2 separate regions of the Macaca mulatta genome follow, and region 1 is linked to region 2. Evidence: chromatin contacts called from public Hi-C data. All regions are on one chromosome and are shown on one strand. The core of a region is the stretch at or near the end of the contact, and the rest is flanking DNA. Distances in the headings are between cores, read along the strand shown. Region 1 has its middle 20 kb from the start of TARBP1. Region 2 overlaps LOC144340223 (a long non-coding RNA gene).

What was found. A called contact is a pair of places that touch in the nucleus more often than the background predicts.
Region 1: a Hi-C map of fibroblasts shows a contact between it and region 2, with 4 times the contacts expected there. The contact joins two enhancer-like sites. A contact is called at or near these places in 6 of 14 Hi-C or Micro-C datasets (CD4 T cells, blood, fetal cortex germinal zone and 3 more).

The regions. Positions count from the first base shown.
Region 1 is chr1:14,580,469-14,584,080 of T2T-MMU8v2.0, forward strand. No RefSeq gene overlaps it. Among named protein-coding and RNA genes, the nearest start is that of TARBP1, 20 kb to the right of the region's middle. Within about 2 kb of position 1,318, at least 11 of the 40 cell types and tissues checked have an H3K27ac peak or open chromatin away from gene starts, as enhancers often do.
Region 2 is chr1:13,992,883-13,996,087 of T2T-MMU8v2.0, forward strand. It overlaps LOC144340223 (a long non-coding RNA gene), which reads left to right. Exons shown (of 2, transcript XR_013416018.1): 2 at 1-307. Among named protein-coding and RNA genes, the nearest start is that of TOMM20, 57 kb to the left of the region's middle. Within about 2 kb of position 1,444, at least 18 of the 40 cell types and tissues checked have an H3K27ac peak or open chromatin away from gene starts, as enhancers often do.

The DNA of each region.
Region 1 (3,612 bases), core at 68-2,567, 590 kb after region 2:
TAACTCCATGAGGTCCCATGAGTCTGTGAAATGCATGGGCAAAGGAAGAGGAACTGAGGCTTTGAAGTCAGATATACCAAGTTCCAATTCCTTATTCTCAAATTTACTAGTTGTGTGACTTTGGGTGAGCTGCTTAACCTTATAGGAGACTAGGGTCCTCATCTAAAAACCTGGGCCAGTGCCAACTACGGAGCCATGACTGTGAGGATTAAATGAGACATTACTTCCATAAAAACATGGAACAGAGTGTGAGGCATACAGTAGGTGACAAGGTAGATATTAGATCCTGCTTTTCATTACTGGTGCAAGTCTCTGGTGGGTCAAACATGTGGGATGTTGTATATTTGAATATTGCTTCAGTCTTCACTTCCATGGTTTTATTTCAAAAAGAGAAAGAAAGAAGGAAATAAACAGTAACTGTCAGAGGCCTTTCGGAAAGCATCACCCATCCATTGAAATGTGCTTTCCATTCAAAAACTACCTTATTAATTATTCATTGCTTTTGGAACTGAAAATGAGAACAGAGCTTAAGACCCAGAGTTGGACAAGAACAGTGTTCCAACTGCTTGATTTCTGTCATTTCCTGGTATCTAGGCAGTACATCCCAAATCTGAGATTTGCAGTTTCGGGAGTCAAGCAAACTTTAGGCTTGATGATCAGTCAGGTTTAGTCAGGTTTAGCCAATGCCCTGGAATGACTCTTCTCTTTACTTTCATTTCCACTCCGGGCTCTGCATTTCTGGGGGATTATTTCACTGCATGGGTGGCCCGAATCCCTTGGCCTTCAGCCTTATGGCTCGTTCCACCGCTCTGGGCAAGTCATAACCACCCGAACATGCAAGTCTTTCTTTCGTGCCCCAGTGGCATGAGGAACATCATTAACTCTTCAGGGCTGAGGTTTGGGATTACTTAAAAATCTTACATCCCCCTGTGTTTGCAGTCAGAACACCAGAGTAACAGAGTGTTTGCAGGGCTTGTTTTCATGCCAGAAATGAGGTTGCCCTAACACACAATCCTTGAGATGTTTTTTCCCTAACGATTGTACTTCACCGGGATTGTGGGTTACAAAATGGAAGCTCAGTGCTTCCGGCTTCGAGTTCCAGTAGAACAAACGTGCAAGAGACTCCTCGGCTTGGAAACTCTTCAGACCGGGGAAAGGCTGCCGATGTGTCCCAGGAGGGGAAGGGCAGGAGGAGCACAGCTGTGCGGGGCGGGGGGTGTTTCACATGCATCTCTAAAGATGAGCTTCCTAAAGTGTAAAAAGGCAGGGGAAAGACACATTTCCCAAGGCCTGGGGCCAGTGCGGGGACAAACGCAAGGCTGGCGTGCGTGCATTGCGGGTTCCGCGCGCCATCTGGTGGCTTCGGGCTGGCATTGGGCGCACCATCCGGGCTTTCACCCCATTGACAGAGACTTCATAGAAGGAACCCTTTGTGGGCGTTTAAGTTCTGTTGGAAGTGATCACCAGGAGGACACCAAGGGCCAGATGTTCCAAATTCCACTCCTTATCCTACAATTGGACACTGAAAGCCTCAGGTTCTCTTTGACAAGGGGGCACTGATCCTTCCTTCAGGACCAGCCTTCCTATCACACAGCAATGTGAGCACTCAGCTCTGGGCAGCCTGGCCCCTCTGTGCCTTGCTTTCCACATCATGACCCCGCATGACGGGCCACAGAGAGTCTTCCCTTTGCCCCTACCTGGAACGTGTGTATTCCCTTCCAGCCTTCTGAATCCCACAGTTCTCAAGGCTCAGTCCACAGACATCTTTACATCCTTAGAATATTTGCCTCATAATTTGTTCATACTAGTGTTTCCAAAGTGTGTTCCAAGAACAATGGTTTTATTCATCAGAACTGTATCTCTTTTTGAAAAGGCATTCAAAGTTTGGGAAAGTCAGGGTTATGCAAAGGTTGAACAGACGTGATTGCAGGATATCTCAGGAGCATTATGCATACTGAGAATGTAGTGGATTTCTAAGAAGGAACTACAGTTTGCTATAGTTTCTAAACTTGTTTGACATCCAAACCTTCCTCCTATCTCCACTTTTGAAGTGTATGTTGCCAATATTGCATTTAATAAAACAATTTTAAGGAAAAGTAGCGTCCTGTTCACTTGACCCATGATTATGTAGCTATCTTTTTAAAATTGGAAGACATCTGTATTCGTTTGCTAGGGCTATTATATTGCCTCACAGTTGTGGAGGCTGAAGGTCCAAGACCAATGTATTGGCAGGGTGTGTTTCTTCCGAGGCCCCTCTCCTTGGCTTATAGATGGTCATCTTCTCTCTGTGTCACCACATGGTCTTCCCTCTGTGCCAATCCGTGTCCTAGTTGCCTTCTCTCTTTTTCTTTTCATTTCTTCTGCTCCTCCTCCTCCTCCTCCTTCCTCTTCTTCCTCTTCTTCTTCTTTTTAAGATGGAGGTCTCACTATGTTGCCCAGGCTGGTCTCGAACTCCTGAGCTCAAGAGATCCTTCTGCCTCAGCCTCCCAAAGTGCTGAGATTACAGGAATGAGCCACTGTGCCCAGTCCTAATTTTCTCTTCTTATAAGGACATCAGTTATATTGGGTTAGGACCCACCAACATGACCTCATTTTACCTTAATCATCCTTTTAACGTCCCCATGTCCCACTACAGTTACATTCAGAGGTAGTGGGGGTTAGGACTTTAACAAAGGAATTTTGGGAAGCCACAATTCAGCCCGTAACAACATCTTATTGTTGTATCTGTAGGGTAAAATGTATGCTTCAATGGAAAATTATGCATTGTTTAGAGCAGGGTTGGCCAACTACAGCCAGTAAGCCAGATCCAGTTAGTCACCTGTGTTTGTAAATAAAGTTTATTGCACACAGCCACATTCACCCTTCACATTTTGTCTAAGATTACTTGCATGTTCAATGGCAGTTGAATATCTGTACAAAAACCATATGGCTTGCAAAACCGAAAACATTTACTATCTAGCCCTTTGTAGGAAAAGGTCTAGAGCCCACCCACTCTTCAGGGTTATCTAATTTTGATCCTATAGGGGCTCTGCACCTTTCGTGGCCTTTGAGCTATTTTACAACTCAATAAGTTGGACATAATGGATAACAATGCAAAACAATCCTTGCCTACAGAAGAGAAGCAGCCAGTTTTGCCTCAGTTTGCTTATTCCTTTCAGTATCCTTGTCAATAAATGTGTGTCTTTTTTGGATTCTCTTTTGAACTGGCTGTAGCATCTTGTAGTTTCCTCATTAATAATGAATTGAATAAATCTTTAACTTTTTTTAGTATCTGTACGAGTCATAATTTTACCTTTTTTTGAAAAAGTATCCTTTAAAATACCAATGTTAAGCTTCTTGAGTGTGATAATGGCATTGGGATTATAAAAGACAATGTTTTTGCTCTTAGGAGTACATGCTAAAGCACTTAAGGTGTGTCACACGCGTCCCTGTGAAGAGAATCCACAAACAGGCTTTGTATTAGCAACAAGGCTGTTTGTGTGACAAGGTGAAGTGTCATCATGCTTACAATTTGCTTTCAAATGGTTTGGCATATATGAATACAAATGTGTGTGTATCTGTACATACTCACACATACATCACATATATAGGAGGAAAGAGGGAGAAAGAGAA
Region 2 (3,205 bases), core at 194-2,693:
GACATAGGCCAACTCACCCTGCAAATAACTTTTGCTTCCAGTGATGCCTCCAGCAATGAAGGAATGGTGCAGATTGCTAAGAAGGGGTACAGCAGGGAAGCTGACTTAGTCTGTGGGAGTGGGTAGAGGGTCCCTGGGATTGCCGCCTCACCTCTCGGGGCCTTACCTGTGAAATAGGCGTACCACCATTTGCTTCACAGGGCGACCACGAGTAACGGGTAAAATAATGCCTGAGAAAAAGCACTTTGATTCATGCTGTCTACGTCATAATTCCTTCCTAATAAAATCTTCAGTGACTAATCTCTCATATCTATGTTTTCTCTTCTCCTTTGAATAGTGTGATTTCATAATTCAACCTTGCCTGGACAAACAGGAAAACCCATTCCGAATTCCAAACTGGCTTTAGAAACATTTTCTTGGAGGGTGATGGGAAGTGGGGTGGGGGTTTGGGAAGGGACGCTCTCCCGGCTCTTTCGTTGCTGTCTGGTTGCCAACTTCAGTTCCCCTGCGGATGGCTTGTGAAGAGCGCGCATCAGGGGACATGCCCTCATCCTCATACTCCGGGTGCCGCCCACCTGAGACCGCTGTGTCCTCTGGCCACAGCTTCTCAATACTCTGTCTACGGGGAAATATTTTAAAGACTCAGGAAGTGAACTCATTTAAAAAAATGTCCTCCCCCTGCTTTTCCAAAACAGTGCAGCCTTCCTGGAAGAAAGCAAACAAAACAAGTGTGGCTGTTTAAAAAACGATTGGAAAAGCCATTCTGAACAGTGTGAGTTTGCACGGCTCTCCTGGGCGGATGTGTCACCCTCGGCTGGGCTTACTCTCTGGCGTCTGCATGGAGAGGAGGCAGGGCTGCCCACGCAGTCTTCTCAGAGGAGGCAGCTGATGGCTGAGTGGGGCCTGGAGACCAGTTCCCCCCAAACAGCCACGGGCACTTCACACTTGCAGACCTCAAACACACAGACAGACGCGGCTGTGAGTCCACATGCGTGTGCGTGAGGCCGCGTCCAGCTGAAATTAGCACAATGATCTAATCGCCGCCAAAGCGCGGACGACTTCTGCTCTGCATGTGGTGACTATTTTGGGTTTCTAGGTGTTCGCATGTGATTTGTGGCATTCGCAGTGTTGTTATTAATAACACCGTTGGCTGTGTGGAGGCTGAGGATGAAGCCTTTTCATTTCAGCCATCTGGTCAGAATGCTTCTCCTTTGATGAGGGAAAAAACCTTTGCTGTGTTTCAACTGGAACACTGCCTCCCAATTAAGGTGACAGCAGATCGCCGAGTCGCCCTGTCTTTGCAGGAAGAGCCAGCCAGGCTCTACGTGCTGCTCTGTCCGGGAGGGAGAACGCCTTTCCTATCGACTGTGGCTTGGTATGCAGTTCAGGCTCTGGCTTGAAGGGACGCTGGGCCAGGAAAGCCAGCATGTGGTGTTTACCGGGTTGGCTGGCTTGGCGCTCAGGTTTTCCACTGTCAGGCAGTGACAGCGCTGCTCCAGACGCTCTCAGGAGACGTTCCCCTGCTTTCATAACAACGAAGGGCTTTTTTGTTTTCTGACTCATCTTCAGAAGATCTCCCCCCACTTCGTTTGAAAGTAAATATAATTAGTAACAGGCAGACATACTGTATATAGCCAGCCCTGCCTATGCGAGAGAGTTATAATTAAACCTGCATGCTGTCTGCTGTGCACTGTCGGCGAAAGGCCTTGCTGAAGTCCCCTGTAGGGAGAGGGTTTATCTTGAAGCAGCAGCCTGGGGTGGGTGCTGCAGAGAGAGAGAGAGGCCTGTCCCACCTTTGAGTCCAATGTCCAGTCCAAAGCTAAGACTGAGCTGTTGACCAAAGGGGAGGTGTGCCCATGGGCCCTCAGCCTGCCTTCGCCTTGGTTCTTCTCCGTTCTCAACCTTGGGCAGCCCTGGGGGACCCTGCGTGGTCAGGGTTGGGGCCGGCCCCTCTTGGGGACAGAGTGATGGTGGCCAAGTATGGTTGTCATCGTAACTAGGTGGCTGCTGCCACTGCTGTCGGCTCAGGAGGCACCTGCCTGCCTGCAGGTTACGATCTGCCCTCCCCAGGCTGGGGAGCCAAGACCACGCCTTTGTTCCCAGCTCCCTGCCCGGGATGCTGGCAGCAAAATCTAAGCCCCGCCCTGCAGGGCAGGAGCTCAGGTAGGTTACCCCAGGTGACCCTCGGCCCTTCTTCCTGGCTAAGGGTAGGTTGGGTGTTTGGAGGCCACTGTCCAGGCCCATAGAGAGCTCAGATTCTGCTGAAACCAGCGGCTCAGGCAGCCCCAGGAACACGCACACACCTTGTGGGCAGATTCTGGGACCGCAGCATGGCCAGCGGGCTTGGTGACACAGGCTTGCAGACACAGGAGAAGCTGCTGTGCCTCCCGCCCCTCCAGGGGGTGCGGCGGTGACCGGATGACTAGTTGGCACAGCACTTTCTTGGCCTGGATCAAATGCAACAGGCGTCATCTGAGCCCCGGGCACCTTTCCCCAAGTTGCTCAAAGTGTTTTCCGAGCAAACAGTTGTTTCATAACACCCGTGAGAAGTAGGTGGGGTGACAAAGCATTCTTTGTCCCTGTCTTGCAGATGGGGGAATTGAAAAGCTGCCGGTCCTGGTGGTGAGGCCAAGAAAGGGAGAAGGTGCTCTCCTGCCCGGGGCTCTGGGCGTGGACTGCCGGGGCCAACTCGTGCCCCGTCACCAACTCCTGTGGAAAGTGGGGCAGCCCCAGCAGAGAAGGAGGCCAAAAGTGGAAGAGGCCCAGGGCTTTTCCCTTAGCACTGGAGGCCTCAGATGCAATGGCAGGAGCTCGGCCGTGGGCCTCACTGTCTGAGGTGTTGAAACTGGCCATTGGCAACTCGAGAGTTGTTGGTGCTCTTTCCTGCTCAGCTTGCTTGAAGTTACTGGACTCTTGGAGGGATCAACAGATGCTTTTTGAGCACACTGTTCTGGCCCAGGAATTGTTCCATTCCAGTGGTAAATGAGGGGGATGTGACCCTGCCTTTATGGTGCTCATAGGAGACAGTCAACACATAAAATTAAGAAGAAATCATTTCAGAGAGTGACATGCTATAAGGACAATAAAAATGCATAAGGGGACAGAGATTGGCTAGAGGGGAGGGTAGGAGAGGAGGAAAACAACTATTTTATTTTATTTTATTTTGTTTTGTTTTATTTTATTTTTGAGATGGAGTCTCGCCCTG